Regions from separate parts of the Rattus norvegicus genome. Here region 2 is linked to region 1. Evidence: chromatin contacts called from public Hi-C data. All regions are on one chromosome and are shown on one strand. The core of a region is the stretch at or near the end of the contact, and the rest is flanking DNA. Distances in the headings are between cores, read along the strand shown. Region 1 has its middle 190 kb from the start of Rpl15l3. Region 2 has its middle 31 kb from the start of Rpl15l3.

The links. A called contact is a pair of places that touch in the nucleus more often than the background predicts.
Region 2: a Hi-C map of the A7r5 cell line shows a contact between it and region 1, with 1.7 times the contacts expected there. The contact joins two enhancer-like sites. A contact is called at or near these places in 3 of 12 Hi-C or Micro-C datasets (the A7r5 cell line, the Rat2 cell line and mammary epithelial cells).

The regions. Positions count from the first base shown.
Region 1 is chr18:50,275,590-50,279,595 of GRCr8, reverse strand. No RefSeq gene overlaps it. Among named protein-coding and RNA genes, the nearest start is that of Rpl15l3, 190 kb to the left of the region's middle. Within about 2 kb of position 2,240, at least 20 of the 93 cell types and tissues checked have an H3K27ac peak or open chromatin away from gene starts, as enhancers often do. A contact at or near this core is called in the A7r5 cell line, where this site is marked.
Region 2 is chr18:50,498,771-50,502,776 of GRCr8, reverse strand. No RefSeq gene overlaps it. Among named protein-coding and RNA genes, the nearest start is that of Rpl15l3, 31 kb to the right of the region's middle. Within about 2 kb of position 2,371, at least 55 of the 93 cell types and tissues checked have an H3K27ac peak or open chromatin away from gene starts, as enhancers often do. A contact at or near this core is called in the A7r5 cell line, where this site is marked.

The DNA.
Region 1 (4,006 bases), core at 991-3,490:
GATTCATTTGGAACCCACAGAAACGTCGAAGATGATAAAATAATTCAGGGGATTAGTAGTGCATATCTTTGATGCTACTACTCGATAGGAAGATAGAATAACTATACTTCTTTCAAACCATAAAGTTAAGGATTACAAATATTTTAGTCCCGTCTAACTAATTTTTATATCTCGGATCCAATTTTTGGCTATAGCTTCTCAAAGTAAGATATAATCAATGTCACAGTAACAATAGCATTGCCCAGATGGTAAGGGGCATTGGTAATTAAAAGCCAGGCGGCCAGAACTCACAATGTTATGTTAGCACCCTGACAAGAAGACTAGGAAACTGCTTATGGAAGAGTCAGTTTCCTTGGGGGTCAGAGAGAGACCAAAAGGATTAGGTTATAGCCAAAAGAGATCCCAGATGACTGGGATTATTAAATCATCATCTGGGTTTGGGCTTTCATTTGTGGACAAGAGGAGCTGATGGGGGCTAAGCTTTGTATATATGAGGCTAGGGGACGGTGGTGATGACCTAATCATGACGTAGCTTGGATCTTATTGTTCACTGTGTGGCTTGTGTCTCATAATCTCAGAGAATTCTATTTGAAAACAATGCCAAAACACAAAATATGCTTAGTGCTCATAATTTCTTTCATATGTGGCAACAGAGCCGGCTCACGCTTCATAAACACAGAGGGATATTGCTCACAGCTGTCTTTGGCCCATTCTCACACTCCAGAGAATTCGCTCCCCCTTGCTATTTTTATAGCAATCTTTGCCACTTTACTCCTTCCCTTTTTCTCCTCCTTTTGATTCAGCTGCAGCTGCATTTAATAAAACACAGTGACAGATAGATGGATCCTACAGAAAATCTGCCGGTTGCTCTTTCTCTAAACCTCAAATGTAAACAATACAAGGACATTTGTTTCCCTGTCATGTTTCTTTTAGTACATAAAGATGAAGAACCAAATCAATCCGGGGCGAAAATAATATGTTGTCAGTGCCTCCTGGTTCACTCTTACATACTCATGCTTCTTAGGAAAGATGGCAGACAAACAGCTGACGTAAGTAGGGACAAGAGATTTCTACCCTCCTGATTTTAGAATTCCTTAGCAAGAAAATTCTAGAGAAGAAAGTTTAAAACCTAGTGACACAATTTTTTATTTGATCTTTTAAAAATACATGTATTTATTTATTTATTTATTTATTCTTTCTTTCTTTCTTTCTTTAGTTGGGTGGTTAGTGAGGGGTTGTGTGCACATGCATACTTGTACCTCTGTGCACATATGGAGGTCTGAGGAGAGCTTGTAGGAATCAGTTCTCTTCTTCTACCATATGGGCTTTGATAGGACTCAAGTTGTCAGGCTTGGTGGCAGCTGACTTTACCCGCTGAGCCATCTCACTGGCCTACTGTGGCTTTTTTAGGTATAACTACACTCTGTCAACAAAAGGACAGATGAATCATATTGTTTGTGGAATAGTCACGAATTTTCCAAGTACTCCCTATGATAAAATCTGAAGGTGGGCATTTATTAATTTGAAAAGCGTCTGGATCTTATAAAATAGTTGAAGCTCACCATGACTCACATCACCCACACCAATAATTGAGACTGATGCTGGAATTGGAAGATCTTCATATTAACTGTTCAGTAGATTGATTTTTGGTATCATTTTAATTGTACCAATGGGTGCCATACCCTGTTAAGATAAGTCATCTCAACCTGGACTCAAGTCTTTCTTCTAACGCTAAATAAGATGTTCACGTCTATACTCTCTAAGTTGGAAAATGCACTATTTTGTCACTAACGTGTAGTGCGGAACTTATTCTATGTGGTCAGCAGCAAATTAGCAACTTTGGTCTCTCGTGCAGTTGGAGACACGCAGAGACACAGGTGACGTAGGCACCGCCAGCTCCCTTGGACATTCTGCTGCTAAAAAACATTTTTAGCCCCAAGTCATAAAAATGACAGCCCGTTGGCCTACATGGAATTAAATCCTGACATTTTACTGAGGAAAATCTCCTTCTGACAGCAGTAAATCCAGTGCCTTCACCCCTTTTAAGTGAAGACAACTGAATGTTTAACTGAGCAATCCAATAATACATTTCAGAGACTTGGCTGAGAAATTATGAAAATTCTACTATTTCTCTTAAAAGTACATCACCTCATTGTTAGTCATTGTGGTAGCCATACCAGAACTCAGAGGGTAACTCTGACTGACTCATTCACAGAATTCCACAGAGAAAATAACTTCTTTTGTTGACGAAAAGTCTATTAAGAACTTCATTCCATCATCAAGTTCTGGCTAGTTGATGTCGGCATGAGGTGCCCAATAGGGATTAGAAATAATGCTCTTTAATTCTCTGGGGAGATTTTGCTTAAGTATTCACACCAGCACTGAGTTTGTACTGCCATGAATAGCGTTGAAACACACACATTGTCCCCATGGAGGATAAAGAAAGCTAGAACATTCAAAGGAAGGTTTCTGGAAATCCTCTGATCCGGACCCAGACTTCTGTGGCTTAAACACATGAAAATCCTGTTCTCATTTCTGTTCCCAAACACACAAGCATGAGTATAGCCTTCAAGCCACTTCTGTAGACAGAATCACAGTCTTAGGTAACTTTCATACTTACTGTTTCTCAAAATACAGTTACTCCAATTCACAGCTGAATTCCCTTTAAATTTTCTTGTATTTATTTTGGCAGTTCTTTAAATAGAGAGCAAAGGCCTGCTTGTGACCTCTACAATGCTCAACACATTTATGGAGTAAGTGTATTTTGCATAACTTCAGTAAAAGAGGATTAGGTAAGCTGTGCGGGTTATGAAGGCAGTAATGAGTTATTTGAAGCTTACAGTTTTGATACAAAATTGTTGGTAAAAACAAAAAACAAAACAAAACAAAAAAACCAGATGACCATAACCATGGAGAAGTGACCTACCCCCATGGCTGCCCCGCTGGGGAACTTGGCTCAGGACTTTAGGTACTGTTTAGTTCTTCTCTAAAAATTCTCTTAAATCCCATCTTTCCCTTTGGCACATTTTCTGGTTCCATCAAAATATGCTGAGTAGTTTCCAGGGTGGTGGGGGTACATGGGAATATATGTCATTTCCTCTTTTCTACCACCCTTTTGGACAATGGATATTTTCCCATTAAGCTCTAGGTGGTGACTCAATAGACAAACCAGAACGTCTCATTGAAGACAGAGAGTCCTGAGGTGGTGTCAGTGGCTTTGCCCCCACCTCTCTTGCCGTGCACAGCTGGTGACTGCTTTTGCCCTGCCACCATTTTTTTCCAACATGTGTATGGCATTAGAGACTTATGAGGTCATTTCAACTAGTGTTCTATTCAGATTTTTTTTTCTTATCTGTGACAAACTCCTGGTTCAGGAAAGTCCTCTGTAAAGTGCCAACATCTGCTAATCTCCATGGTAACTTTGGGTGACAGCCACAGGTATTGTTGCCTGGATCAGAATAATCAAAGTGGATTTGCATATGTAAAAGTCAGTGAGCTTGTGAGCACAGATCAGTAGTGACCCAAGGTCAACCAGGCAGCAACCACACATGCAGACCTTCAACTCAAACCATGAGCCTTGAGGATTTAGTGTTGAATTAGATGTGTCTGTATCTTTCCCCTACTATTTCCACTTGAAAATAAATATTCCCACTAAAGGTCTTGCCAATATGTCCTAACGTGCTCCCAATCTCTCTGGCTTAGATTCCTGTTGGAATCCAAAAGAACAAAGTGAATAGAACAGGTGCCCCTGTCTCTCAGTTGTGGCTTTGGGCAGTGGGGTGAGGTGGGCACAAACACGAGACACAACTGTATTCAGTACCACCCAGTACTGCTCTCCCTGCCAGTACTGTGATGGCAGAGGAGAGCTGTCAACATGGAACTGGTCCAGGCATTGTCTGGTTGAAAAGGTCACTGCCGCAAAAGAGCAATTAGCGGGCCCTGCTGCCCTGGAGGTTTTGGCTTAGGAAATATCCCAGAAACACAGTGCTTGGATCAACCAGTTTTA
Region 2 (4,006 bases), core at 1,122-3,621, 220 kb before region 1:
TATGTGTGTGTATATGTGCGCGTGCACATGCGTGTATGTGTGTTTGGTTTATTTCTTAAAACAGGTCTCTTTACATCATCCCAGTTGTGCTGAACCTCACAGACATCCTCCTGCCTCTGCCTCTCCCAAATGTTCCTATTAAAGCTGTGTATCACCATGCCAGGCCTGAACACGCAAGTCTTGTGACATGTGGACAGTTGACAGAACACATAAAAGAGTCAAGCTAGGCAGGGCGTGGTGGCATACATCTTTAATCTCAGCACCCAGGAAGTAAAGGCAGGCTGATCTCTGAGTTCAAGGTCAGCCTAGTGTACAGAGTTTGAGATCAGAACAGCCCCAAGGTTACACAGAGAAACCCTTTCTTGAAAAAAAAAAAACCAAAGCAAAAGGATTAAAAAAGTCAGCTACTTGTCACTGACATATATAGATATTTCATATCTAATTTTACCTTTTCTCGGCTCTTCTTTCCACCTATTGAGCCACCCACACTATCCTAAGCTGGGATATATCGCAACGAACAAAACAGACCAAATTCCCTTACTCGTGGATCGCTAGTCTCCTAGTAGAGGGTGCAAACATACAATAAAGTTCATTCGCAGAGGAGACTGTTTGATAGGAAGAGTGGGGACTCGTTGAGGAGGCCTGGGAGTTTATAAGGCTACTAGATCTGGGAAAATGTCACTAAATTACTGAGAAGGGGGATCATGAGAATTTTTGAGGGGAGAAGCACCACAGTGAGATGGAAAAACTCATGCAGAATTCCTCCACTGGGGATTTACTTTGAGTTGGTTAAATTTTTCTTTGTGGTGCTGGGGCTCAAACCCCCACCTGGCAAATGTCACTGAGCTACACGACACAGCCTTGAGCTGGCTCGGCTTCCAATCTCATTCCATTCTCTAGTCTCTGACTTTCCTCCAATCACCAAGGCAGTTCCACCAGCTCACTAAGACGTGCTCTGGCGGGCAGAACTTGTTCAGGTACCTTTGTTTAGCCTGCCTACTACTGCTTCACAAATTTTGGCCCTGCAGAGCAATGCTCCCTCTGCTTTGGCAAAACCACTTGCTCCCAAGTCTAGTCCGTGCTCAGGAGCGACCCTTGGCTTCATTCTCAGATGGTTTTTCCTTTGACTTTCAGTTGCAGTTTTTGTGTGTTTCAAGCTCCGCCAAAAAAAAAAAAAAAAAAAAAAAAATCCTTTTTCATTCCTTAAAGACTTGGTGCCGTCTTCTAGAGTTAAGAGCACTTGTGTTTCCTCTGTTCAAACAGTGCTTTCTAGCCTGTCTGTTGGTGGATTTCCTGAGACTCCAGTTCCTGACCAACCTTGTAACTGCCAAAACACTAGCTCGAAATGCAGGTCAGCTTTGTCTTCCAGCTAAAGCAGCATCCTCCTGCTGAGGGCTGAGCACCATGAGGGATCCCTGAAGACTTTCCAACAGTTTTCAAATCATACACAGGAAGCCAGTCTTCTCTTCCAGTTGTAAAATCCTGACCGTACACTTATCACCTATCGGGCTTCTGATCACTCCTACTTAGGTGGCTGAATAGACAGCTTATGAGTAGACACATTAGACTATACTTAACTCTCCGTCTGCAGTGAATTGGGTGTGCTGATAAATACGGAGAGATGCATGCAAATGCTGATAAATATGGAGAGATACATGACCAAAACCACAAGGCTATTTGACTGGCCTTCCTCTGCCCCAGGCTTTTTGCTTATTCGTGACTGGTTTACAGTGATCCCAGAATGAAGTTTTCTTTGTCCCCCTTACGGTTATGATTGCTGTCTCTACCCAGGTCATGAATCACCGAAGGCCAGAGCTCATTAACATAGTGTATACCATTTCTCTGGCTGAATCCATGTTCAGCACCGAATGGTAAATTAAAGATTCCCCAAAGACAAGCATACTTGACTCCATTATATTACTATGATGAATCTGCCATTAATATGCTTCTAATTGTTTTACTTTTATAGACATAAAATCAGTCCCCTTAGTGACTAATAATAGGGTTTATTGATTTTACTAAACATTATTCATTCCAGTCCTGCACATAGCAGCTTGTCCTGAACATATGCAAAAAGCCTGCAGTGCTGGCAGAGTGCAAATTAACTTCGTGGAGAAATGAGGATGGAGAGCTGTTTACAACTGCAGTCCCATTGAATACCGAATATTAAAAACAAGGCAGCCGGCTCTACATAGAACCATTTATTTCTAGGTTAGATTCTCAGATGGCTTTTTCATGGAAACTTGCCATTGATGTTCAGCCCAGGTCATTAACACATGCAGAGTGAAAAGGCTGGCCTTTTCCATTCACACTGGCTCTGACCCCGACTTAACATGCCTGCAGCCCAAGGCTCTCTGAATGACCCGAATGAATAGCTCTGATTGAGACCGGGATGAAACAGCCGTTTAATGATAATTACTGGCCAGTCCAGTCTCTCTCTGACTCTGAAAAAGAAACAAGACAGGCAAAGCCATTTATGATTGTTTGTGTCACTAACCACAGTCATTTTCTTCCCTCTTCCCACAGCCCTCTGAGTCATAAATGCTGTTTTCTCTCAGTTAACTTACCGGAGAGAAAACAAAGTGAAGCCTTGCAAGCTGACCATTAGCCAGGCCTCAGCCATGAATTCTCTTTTAGTTCTGTAAACAAGCCCTCTGTAAAGCCAGGAATGGTTGTCGGCCTCAGCACTGCTGACTTCTGGGAGGGAGCTGGTAGTGCTTTGGGAAACTGGCCGGTATGCTCTGGGATGTTCAACACTACCCTGGACTGGGAAGGGGCAACCTGCCCCACAAGCTATCGTCACCTACGGGCACCCTGCCCAGCTCCTGATGCACAGTAGACCCCTGAGTTTTTTGGGGGCTTTTTGGGTTTTTTTTAGAAGTATTTAGAAAACAAGAAACCCGGCTGGGCAGCGGTGGCGTGCACCTTTAAGGTGCTCTCAGAGTTAAAGGATTGCCACCCCGTGTCTGGGGACCGGGTGGGGGGGAATGGAGGGTGGGGTTGGAGCAAAACAACCATGGTAAAATGAAGGGGAAGGGCCCTACCCGGAAATATGCAGTTGTGGGGGATGAGAGGTAGGGGGTGAGGCGGGGCTTTAGAAAGTCCCAGAGACCTGGGGTATGAGAGGCTCTCAGGACTCAATTAAGACTGCCTTAGCCAAAATGCCCAACAGTGGGGAGATAGAAACTGAAGAGACCACCTCCAATAGATAGATAGGGCGCCCAGCGGAAGGATGGGGTCACCAACCTACCTTCAAAATTTTGGGCCCAGAATTGTTCCTTCCTAAAAGGAATGCAGGAACAAAAATGGAGCAGAGGTAGAAGGAAAGGCCAACCAGTGACCCATCCAACTTGGGATCCATTCTATGGTCAGGCACCAAACCCTGACACTACTACTGATGCCATGTGCTGGCAGACAGGAGCTTAGCATGGCTGTCCTCTGAGAGACTCTATCAGCAGCAGATCCTTACAGCCAATCATTGTACTGAGGTTAGGGACCCCTATGGAAGAGTTGGGGAAGGATTGGCAGAGTTGAAGGGGATCACAACCCCATAGGAAGAACAGTAGTATCAACTAACCTGGACCCCTCAGAATTCCCAGAGACTAAGCCACAAACCAAGGAGCATGCACGGGCCTTGTCTGGCCTCAGTGGGAGAGGATACACCCAATCCTGTAAAGATTTGATGTTTCTGGGAGGGGGGATACAAGGAAGGATGGTGAAGTAGGGGTAGGTGGGGGTGGAGGGGTAGAGGGGGGTTTAAGGGGTGGTTGGGTGGCAGATCGCCGTCAGAGGCAATGGGGGATGGGGTGAAGAACTCTTGGAGGGGGAACCAGGAAGAGGGGCAACATTTGCAGTGTAAATAAAACAAACAAACAAAAAAAGAAACAAAAAATACTGGATGGAAGAGATTGTTTTATGAGGAACCGAGTTTGCAGCCCCATGAGAAGCTGGATATTCAGTGACCATTATCTGTGTCAGAAACAGAAACAGGAGAACCCCCAGAAGC